Regions from separate parts of the Xenopus tropicalis genome. Here region 1 is linked to region 2. Evidence: chromatin contacts called from public Hi-C data. All regions are on one chromosome and are shown on one strand. The core of a region is the stretch at or near the end of the contact, and the rest is flanking DNA. Distances in the headings are between cores, read along the strand shown.

What was found. A called contact is a pair of places that touch in the nucleus more often than the background predicts.
Region 1: a contact with region 2 is called in a Hi-C map of neurula embryo, with 2.0 times the contacts expected there. The contact joins two enhancer-like sites. A contact is called at or near these places in 2 of 5 Hi-C or Micro-C datasets (brain and neurula embryo).

What each region holds. Positions count from the first base shown.
Region 1 is chr6:106,920,857-106,926,407 of UCB_Xtro_10.0, reverse strand. No RefSeq gene overlaps it. Among named protein-coding and RNA genes, the nearest start is that of tgif1, 27 kb to the right of the region's middle. Within about 2 kb of position 1,702, at least 3 of the 11 cell types and tissues checked have an H3K27ac peak or open chromatin away from gene starts, as enhancers often do. A contact at or near this core is called in neurula embryo, where this site is marked.
Region 2 is chr6:106,851,281-106,857,093 of UCB_Xtro_10.0, reverse strand. It overlaps dlgap1 (discs, large homolog-associated protein 1), which reads right to left. Exons shown (of 10, transcript NM_001130357.1): 7 at 3,691-4,115. Among named protein-coding and RNA genes, the nearest start is that of tgif1, 42 kb to the left of the region's middle. Within about 2 kb of position 1,388, at least 2 of the 11 cell types and tissues checked have an H3K27ac peak or open chromatin away from gene starts, as enhancers often do. A contact at or near this core is called in neurula embryo, where this site is marked.

The DNA.
Region 1 (5,551 bases), core at 453-2,952, 69 kb before region 2:
AAACAGAGGATTGTATTAAACAGATTTCCCTTCAGCACAAAGCAGTGGTGCTGGAGTCCAGCAGGCCAGGTTTTCAAAGTTTTTCATTGCTTTCAGTTAACACTTCATTTAACCAATTATGGCAGCTCAAATTACTCACTGGGAAAGTGCACTTCAGTTTGTGTTTAACTGCAGTCCTAGCCTGCTTCTGAGGACGAAATTGGGGCCCCACTAGCAAATGTTACATTTCCCTTTCTGTGACATTAATGGATAAACTGCTCTGCACACAGAGTGTTTTGTGATTTACTGATTAACTTAATCCATAGTATGAGCGCAACAAACGCATTCTAAAAATACACTGGTGACACAATAAAATAAACAGAGGTATCACATTATTTTTGCAATGAATAGCTAACATTATTAGCTTGGTACAGCTAATCATTTTAAAGGAGAACAGAGTACTCATTTTAGACCAGAACTTTGTTTTCCAAGCAAGGTGCACGGCCAGTGTAAAGGTGGCCATAAACAGTAAGATCTGATCTACATGCCCACCTAAGTGAGCCCTATGGCCAAACAATCGAATTACAACAGCGAGCATAGGTGCCATCAGACTGCATCAACGAGCCAATGCGGTCCCAGATCCAATGAAAAATCAAACCTGCACAGTCGAGATCTGCCCCAATTTAAGCCAGATATTGATCGCGGAGAGCCGTCGGGGGTGCTACATGAACAAAAAGCCCTGAACTAGCCACTTGCCCCAGAACATTTGCAGCTCTGATGTGATTGCTCCAAACTTGTGCCACTTGTTGACTGTATTTAGTGCATGAATTCAGTCGCTGTTTGTCCATGAAATGTTGTGTCACATACTTCCCTAAATTTCTGCACCCCATAGGACAGATCTGTATAATAATGCAGTAGGCATCCATTGGCCTATGCATGGGCAGCTTAAAGTAAAAGCTAAAAACAGCATGTACCTACAGAACAGAGGGCAATATATGATGGGCATGGAGTAAGAGGCACTTGAGGAGCAACTGAACTGTAAAGTAAAAATCATGAATATCAAAAGGAATGTTCTAATAATACAATGGAGGATTACAAACAGTAGGTAGAATGGTGAGATAATAACAAGGGAAGGGGAGGGAGAAGAGATCCAAGAGAAATGTGATATTTCACTAAATATACTCCACCCACAATTTCTAAAATGACAGTTATTGTTTCATTTCTGCTTTTGTTTTGCCATAGTATGTATATCACAAGTAAATACCTTCTGTTCTTTACAACATAACTTGGTCAGCAGTTAATTGGCTTGTGTATGGGACCAAAACCACAGTATTCCTATTCAGTATCTGGTTGTGGTTCGGCCATATATTGGCTGGCTGGAAATAACTTACCTAAGTTTTTTTGCATGTAAGACTAATGTCACGCGGGGCTGATTCAGAGCTTAGTGCTGATGCCAGTGTAGGGGCTAATTCTCGGCCTGTGTTTTTCCACAGGCTGTGATTCAGTCCTGATTGGCATTAGCATAAAAAAGCTTTGCCTAATTATTTTCCTGGATAGAATTCTGCATCTGGTAAGAATACATAAAGAATATGTGATTTAATCCTTACATAAGCTGTACAAGTACCTAATGGACACACAGAACAAACAAGTAGGACAAGGCCAGTGGTTCTTTCTTAAATGAGAATGGACAGTGCAGCGAGTGACAGCTGTTTATACAGCGGGCAGGAAAGGCTGGGATCATAGGGAGGAGCTGACTGATTACAGACATTCCTGTGGGTGCTCTGAGCATTGTGTTTAGTGTTTCACTACATTCTGCACAGAATTTCTTCTCAGTAATAGCACTAGAACATTGCCTTTTTATTTGCATTTATAATTATAACCAACTCAAAGGAACTGAGCAAAATAATTGTCACAATACATACACTTACATGCTAAAATATAGGCCCCAGCTTACTGTATGTAGGACTGCTAGCCAGGATACTCCTTTCCTATTTTTTACAGTTCAGACTGTATTAAAATTTTAATAAATACAATGCAGTCATACAAAGAAATCAGCAGAGCACTTGTACAGTCCTGCAGTTGTTTCATTATTATTTCCATTCTTTAAAACTTAGCCACATTCCACAGTGCATCACAGAGACTATACATCAGTCGCTGCCACAGCCATGCTTGCAATCTGACGTCCTGTCTGTATGTTTTAAACTTTAGCCTCTGGGCACTGGTGTCCAACAACAGCTGGAGGAACACTGTTTAGTGAGTCTGACACATTACAGATATAGCTGATCAATAGTTGGAGGATCTCGTATTAGCCAGAATTTTAAAAAGCTTATCAAAAGTACATAAGCGTCTCCTTAGTAAAATCATCAAACAGCAGCATCCTACTAGAGATGCCTATACCATAATGCCTTAATAGTTTAATAAACATGGAAACTAGTACATTATAAATGCTTTGGACTACATATGAATAACTACCAAATCATTTTCTGCTACTTACCATTGTAACTATTATTCTTTATTATATTCTTTATTAGACGTTACAGTTCATTACACTCTGGTTTGTTTTAGCTGGGAACACATTATAACACATTATAAAAATATATGATTACAGTTTTGTACAAAGAACTCTGCTAGGTTAGTCACAGATATACACTATATAGAGAAGTAAAAGACATTCCTTATTATTAAACAAGGGTTCTCTCTCAAAAATGAAAGACCAGTACTACAAGTATGGGATCTATTTTCTAAAATGCTTGGGACATGGAGTTTTCCAAATAAGTGTTCTTTCCGTAGATTTGATCACCATACATTTAGTATATTTAAAGGAGAACTAAGGCTTATCAAAAAAGTAGGGTAAAATGCTGCACATTATGTTTTAGGCTTCTTAATAAGCCCAAAGCAACCACAGCCCATAAGCAGGTAAGATTTATGGCACTGAATAGTAGCTCCCTATCTTCTTTTCTGCTGATACACAACACATGCTCTGTGGTGCTGTCAGTTACCTGAGCTTATGGTCTGACTCCCCATTTACTGTATATAACCATATAACAGCACAAGGCTTTTATACAGCTCATGGAACTCCGAGGTGACTTCAAATATCCTCATATTTTACAACAGGGGGTACGTTATTTATTATAATATACACGTTTCAGTGAGTTATTTGACAGAAATTACCGTATTTTTCGGACCATAAGACGCACTTTTTTCCCCCCAGAAGTGGGGGGAAAAAGTCCCTGCGTCTTATGGTCCGAATATAGCCTACAGATATACTTTAAAAAAATGTTTTTACTTGCCCGTGTGGTCTCCGTGCAGGGCCCTCCTCTATTTACCGGCGCTTAGCTCTGGCGCTGTGCGCATGCACAATGACGCGCATGCCCATACGCATGCGCGTCATTGTGCATGCGCACAGCGCCAGAGCTAAGCGCCGGTAAATAGAGGAGGGCCCTGCACGGAGACCACACGGGCAAGTAAAAAAACTTTTCTTAAAGTATATCTGTAGGCTATATCAAACTAAGGCAGCCAGAGGGACAGAGGCGCTGTGGTGCGGCGCAGAAAACCATCCTGAGGCCTGAGCAGGTAGGCTGCTTTTACAGGAAATGGGGGCAATTCCTGATTGCTGCTGCTGGTACAGATGGGGGCAATATGTTCGGTGCTGCTGATACAGGTGGGGGGCAATATGTTGGGTGCTGCTGGTACAGATGGGGGAGCAATATGTTGGGTGCTGCTGGTACAGGTTGGGTTTTAATGCACATAAAATATTTTAGGACACTATTTGTTTCATCTTTTCAATCTTTTTTTCTTCATTTCCCTTCTCTAAAAACTGGTGCGTCTTATGGTCCGGTGCGTCTTATGGTCCGAAAAATACGGTACATCACTAAGCACCGTTTATATCGATATAATTTACAGTTTGGTCCCATAGGGAAATTACCAAACTGTATATTATTATGTTTTATTATTACAGAGGATAAGAAAGTAAAACTAATTTAGTTGATACGTAAAAGGGATTCAGTCAGCACCAGATTAAGACTGCAAAGTAATCCAAAGCCTTTAACTGTTTACATTTATTACACTGTAGTATAAATAGGGATTAAAAATTTAGTCAGGCTGGCTGATTTATCGTTTTTCTAATTCAAGTTTATTTTTAAATTTTTTAACTCAACCCAAATGTTTTTTTTTTTTGCTACAATATTTACAAACCCACCAACACCCCCCCCCCCCCCAAATTGGAAAAACTTCTTCACTTTAATTTATGGGAAAAAAAGCATTATTGACTTGGTTTTAGCTGTAGAAAAAAAAATATCTTAGTTTGCTATTTTTTGCAGCAATTTTTTTAAATTTAAATGTGAAACATTTTTAAAAATCTGTGAATACGTGTACAGGTATGGGACCCGTTATCCAGAATGCTCGGGACCTGGGGCATTCTGGATAAGGGGTCTTTCCGTAAATCAGATATACTACCTTAAGTCTGCTAAAAAAATTATTTAAACAGTAATAAACCCAATAAGGATTGTTTTGGCTCTAATAAGGATTAATTATATCTTAGTTGGGATCAAGTACAAAGTACTGTTTTATTATAACAGAGAAAAAGGTAAACCATTTTTAAAAAGAATGTGAATTAGTTGGTTTAAAATAGAGTCTATGGAAGATGGCCTTTCCGTAGTTTGGAACTTTCTGGATAATGGGTTTTCGGATAAGGGGTCCGATACCTGTATATAAAAACCTGATCCATATGCCCGGAAATTGTGCCATCCCGGAAATGACATAATTTTCTTGAAGTCTGTTGCAGGTAAACTCTGTTTCTGTCCTGGATCTTATGTTCTTATGCAATTTACATCAAATTTATTCCGGAAAACTGTAAAACTGTCTTGCAAATACAGCAAATAACTGTATTGGCTTGTACAGAGATTGTGGTAAATTAACATCTAGTAAACCAGTTGCAGGATTTGGATTTGACTGTTTAGCTGAACTCAATCCAAACCCCTTTTACAGTAAAGTTCTGGACAATTATAAGTAACAATTTTTTTTTAATAATATTTTTTATTTGCTGTTAATACAAACATTAACAAAAAATAAAGGAAAACAAATAGATAAAAGAAAAAATAGGTGGGAATGCAGTTTGTTGCTTTTTCGGTTTTACATGCTACTATCATTAGAAGGCACAATGAAGAATACCATTGCAATAATACACAGTGATAAAATATTGGGGTGTCCTTCATATATAAAGAGTCCAGCCAGCATTGCCAAACCTGGTCAAATGAATGGGGTATACCCCTTTGGGTGTATAACAAACGTGCCAAGGTGAAATGCTCCCGCAAAAGGTTTTTCCACACACCAGTAATGATTTATTAAGGTGTGTTACAACCCCAAGTAAACATATTTTGGGAGATACCTGGCAGACCTTACTCTAGAATTGAGCAACTGCAGGGCAGCTCCACATATGAAATTTGCACCTGGTGATTGACAATTAGGACAGTTATCACTAGACAACATGTTGGCTTTACACATACAAACAGGGGTAATATATGCCTGGTGTAGAATAAGTATTTGGATGAATCTACTCTTGGCATTAAATGAT
Region 2 (5,813 bases), core at 139-2,638:
ACTATAGATATTTGTATATGCTATGCATGGAATGTATTTATGTCCAGAGGACTTTGTAGAAACTTGGCTTGATAGCTAAGCGCATCCTAGAATCTGCTAAAGAATAATAGAATAGAATTTCTAGAATGTAGGCATAATAAATAATGAAAGGAATAGAAAGTTTGATTAATATTTAACACAAGACATGAGGTATAACTGATAAACTTATCAACAAAACACTACCACAACAATAAAAGTTACATTCTAAAATACCTTCTGTTTTTAAATGAAATGTCTAGTTTTAGGCCACATATTTTGCAAGCATGTGTTACTAAGCACTATCAGTGCCCCTCAGCAGGTGGAACAATGGTGAGGAGTCAGGATGAGCAGACAATTCTACCTCTGACTCACTTTATGCCCTAAGCACAGAACACACTTGTTAATACCTTGTAAAGTTTGTCACTCAGGTCCTAGAGTTACTGCTGAGTAGTACAATGGGGGACTAGTGGGGTTTCCTCTTTAACCTCTCCACAATCAGACTATTACTTATGCAATTGAACAGGGCTGTCCACCTAGAGGCCCATGGCCTGGATGTAGTCTGTAAAATAGATTTTAACTGCCCCCAGCATGCCTGAAATCTCCCTAAACTTTGTATTACATTATAGTTTAATATAAAATACAGCACCCAAACATGAAATAGTGGATTACACCTTTGGGCAACATTGCCATAGAAGGTGCTCCTCTCTTAACTCTGTTCTCCTTTCCACGACCCACAACTAAAGTTGTACAGGATAAAGTCACACCAGAAAATGTATCTGTTTTTATCCTCTCTGGAAAAAGAAAGTATATTTATATTCTTAATATCTGTGTGATCCCATTTTAAGGTAGAAGTTTAGGGCTAACTGAGGTGATTGCAGTTGACCAAAATGACAAATACCAATTGTAGATAAAACACTGACAAATCTCCTGGTGTGACATTAGCCCCCAGCACCACCCATATAGGATTGTCACTGTGTCACACTGTGTAATTAAATAAATGACAATGTACAGTACTTCATAGAAACCTCTTGTTAGAACAAGTGTCTTGCCTTGTAAGTATGATCTAATCAAATAGCCTAAAACCTTGCCCATTCTGCTTTTTAATACAATATGTTTTATATTTATTATATTGGGTAATATAAGTGTTCACAATAAAATACACATTCCTGAAAAGGCTTCCTCTGTGGAATGTAGGCCGTTGAGTTGCGCGGTGCACTTTCACAAGCAGTTTGTATTTCTAGCTGGGAATACAATTATTCAATCTATCAAGCAGTTTATTTGCCAGTGAGATAATGGAGCCCAGATCCTTGCAGCGTTACAGGCTGTTGTCAGGTTGTAATGAGCTCGGCCGGAGGAGCAGCTGTTCCACACAAGGGCTGCTTTGTCCCACAAAAGCCTGGATCATTTTACTGGGAGTGGCATGAAAAACAGGCCTTGTGCGCTGCGACTCCAACTGACATCCAAATCTTTCTTTTCTAGGACTTCCTCATTAAACTCTAATAGGAGTTTATAGTACGTGGTTATTTTACACATTTTATTTACAACTATATATAGAGTTATATACATAAATAAATACACATTTATGTCAGTAACCATCCATGCATATAAAAGCAAAGTTACACAGGGATATCTTTTTAAAGGGATATAACACCATTTTCCTTAAGGGTACCACTATATACGCTGCATGATAAAAGAAATGATTTATTTTGTTCATTTTATGAATTTCATTAATTTATTTTAATTTGAGCGTGCCCTGATCAAGACTTAGGTCTAAGACATTTGGGCTCATTTATAAAGACTGGGCAAATATGCACTTGGCCAGTTACCCATGGCAACCAGTAAAATGTTTGCTTTCATTGTTCAACCTGCAGCTGGCGGAAAAAAAGCCAGTAACTGGTTGGTCGCTATTGGTTACTGCACATGTGCAAATTTGCCCAGTGTTTATAAATGAGCCCCTATATTTTCAGTGTCACTATATTTGTATCATGTATGTTCATTTTCATTAATTCCCTATTATTAACAAACAAACAGGACACATATAGACAGATTTATCAATGTAAGAAGAGGACATTCAACTGTTATTGTCACCAGGGAAAGGAAACTTAAATTGCTTAATTGTTTTAAGTTTTTGCTGAGATTTTTCACTTAATGGGTAATTTAATGTTTTGCCTTTTAAATCATTCTTTATATTTCATTTTATTTATGTGTTGTTTTTTAACTTACTTTAAGTAAAAGTAACAGTAACAATGAAATTGTAGACTTAATAGTTTTTTGGCTGCCGGGGTCAGTGACCCCAATTGGAAAACTGGAAAGAGTGCGAAGAGGAAAGCAAATAATTCAAAAACGATAAAAATGTAAAAGATGAATACCAGTTGAAAAGATGCTTAGAATTAGACATTCTATAATGTACTAAAGGGTAACTTAAATGTGAACCACACCTTTAAGCATCTAAGAGTTTTCACATAGAACAAAAACATTTTCAGCACCAGTTTGGCTCGATCAACTGATGGGATCCTGAGCAGCCTTGGAACAATTCTGCCATAGGGGAAAAAGGCTCAACCCTTGATGAATTTTCCCTTTAGTGCCACTATCGCTCTTTGATTTTCTATTGAAGGCAAGAATACTGAGTGGGAATGTGAATCTCAGATAATTATGAAAGTATAAACATAAAACCACTGTTTTACTACATTTAACAGCAGATTTCATTCCTTTATATTATTTTCCCCTATTTTGTAAATGTTTGAGATCTAGAAATCGAGGGTACAAATCAAAATAATTGGAAGGCATTACAATCCTATTTGTTCTTTAGTCTAAAGTGTCACATTGATGCTAATTTACTGTATTTCTAAGTAAAAAAGCAGCCTAATATAAATTTCTGTTTGCAGGAAAGCCTCCTACAATGTCCACGTGTATTAACAATTGCAGCTATTTTATTCCGTCTTTGAAATGTTTCCGATATCTCAAATGGAAAAATGGCCTGTAGTATGAGGGTTTAAAAGGATAAACAAAAACAGACTAAAATAACAGTAATTTTACTCTATCTTGTCTAATGGCTCTACTTATTATAATAAGGTCTAAAATCACTTACAGTTACATCTACCTTTAAAATAGCAGTCATTTTGTAGAATTTGTAAGCTAAAAAAAATTCCAATGTCCAATATCCTGTGGCTAAACTTCATGTCATGACAGAAATCCTCAAAGATGGTTAGATGATACTTGCATTTGTGAGATTAGCAAGAATTATTTACAGGGGGAAAGTACAATTCACTTGGTACCGTTGGGTTACCATGTTGGCCACTGATATGGTCAGGCTGAATGACCAGGCCTTCACATGTATGATCAGTAGAACTTCTATATTATCTGATTTGAATGATGTGAAATATAAAAGAAGGCTTACTATAAGGAATGAATCCTTTTTAATAAATAAGAGTAATACCTAAATTTAGTCATTGCTTGAATTTTGAAACTTTGAATCATTCATATAAATGGCAGTTTCATAAATGTTTGCCTTGGTAGAGGAATTCTCCATGGACTTTACCCAAACAGAAACTCTACTGATCATATACTCTTCTATAGGGAATAAAATGGAGAATAACCCTTACTTATGACTGGGGTATAGATTGTTACAATTTTTCCTTTCACTGCAGGCAAAAGTTAATGATAAATACTCACTGGGATCAGGTAGATCATTTTCATGTTCCTCTCTCTTCATTTGCTGGCACCAGCCCTCCATTCGGTCTTTTTCTGCCTGAAGAAGCTTTAAAAACCAATGTCCATCTCTGTGGCAAACTGATCTGTGCACAGCTTCCATTGGGTCTTCTGTAATGGAGTCAATCCATGGGTCAGGAGGTGGTAATATGGAAGGATCAAAATCAGCATCAAAGTCCTCCTCTACTGCACAAGCATGGTAATGGTTGCCTGAGCCCTGGATGCTTACTGTAGAGGTACAAGCATCTCGGGAATACTGCTTTGCCAGTGGCCTACTGAACTGGAATTCCTGGTCAGCCAGTTCCACTGGGCATTCAAAATGCTCCCTGAGATCCAGATCTGCTTGCACGGCAGCAGTAACACTGTTAGACCGGGTCAGTCTGCGCAACCTTAAAGGAACAGGTCAAACATTTTGTTAGTCATGTTCTCAATTGCCAGTGTATATAAAACCTATTCTAGTTTTTCATCAGTTGTATATTTTTCTAGTTATAAGCATTCTTTTTATGCTTTATTCTGGGCTGCAACTGAGAATGCTATCTGGTTGCCAGAGTCACTAACCCTGGCAACCATATTTTGCTTATATATCTGTTCATGCCCTCTTTTATTCATTTTCTGTTCTGAACCCCTATCTGCTATGGTGAGTAGAGCAATTAAAGGCGTAGTAAACAGAAAGGACAATATAAATAATTTTCTTTTTAAATGAAGACCAGTTGTGTTAGAAAACCCCTGTCTTCTTTGTATTAAGAGTTAAGATAAACTGTGTAATTGCTGGTTTTGAGGGAGGACCTTAATCAGGTTTATTACTGGGCAGACCAAGGGCCATAAAAATAGTTTGGGAGGCCATAACTTGCCTGTGGGCCTCTAGCTGGACAGCCCTGCAAAGCATGCTACATTTGTATAACACATTGCTGAACCTATCATTGGATTAATACAAGTAGACCTGACACTGCTACACAAGAATAAGCACCTAATTCTGGCCTTGTTCCATGGGCTCCTGCTTGCTGTACGACGTACTGCTGTCCTGTTTTTCAAGCAACCTACCAAAATATGACATATGCATGCATGCCAATTATAGTCTTATGCAATGTTTGCATTCTTTGTTGGACGTTTCAAGACAACGGCAAACAGATAAAACCTCTCAAACACCTTTGAAGGCGTGGGAACAGCGCAAAAACATTGCACATGTTGGAGTGAAACCTGACCTGTTGCTTTCATGGGCTTCTTAAAGCTGCAGTACCATCCATTAGCAAATCAGTGCCTTGTGCAGAATTTGCTTTGATGTACAGCGGAACAGCATGGTCACAGATATCTTCCATTCATCAAATTATTTGAATGGTACTAAGCCACACTCTTTGCCTTTTTGGCAGTCATGTTTGGTATTTTTTGTGAATGTAAATTTTATAAAATGTATGTATGTTTGAAATACAGGTATGGTATCCGTTATCTGGAAACCCATTATCCAGAATGCTCTGAATTACTGAAAGGCTATCTTCCATAGACTCCATTATAATAAAGTAATTCACATTTTTAAAAATTATTTATTTCTTCTCTGTAATTATAAAACAGTACCTTGTACTTGATCCCAACTAAGAAATAATTAATTGGAGGCAGAATAAAACTATTGGCTTAAATTAACATTAGACTTAAGGTATGGAGTTCCAAATTACAGAAAGACCCCTTATCTAGAAGACCCCAAGTCCCAAGCATAATAGATAACAGATCCCATACCTATGCTACAGCCTTTCTAATTCTGCATTTTTACCTTTTCATCTGGCCTCATCATTTGCAGCCTAAACTGACTTGGGTGATATTTCTATACAATCACCAAGAACCCCCACCAACTGCAACATAGTAATTAGCAGACTGCTTAGCATTCCATACATATCTGACCCACTTGTGTCTTTCATACAGACTAGAGAATCACTGATCTTGCTGTGACTGAGATGCAAAGACTGCTGTGGTATGAAATACAACAAGCTTCTATTAAAAATCTGCAATATGATACAAATGTACTCAACTTCACACAGTTTCAGAATAACAGATTTTTATGGCAATGCATTTAGTTCTTACAAGGCTTCTTCAGCTTA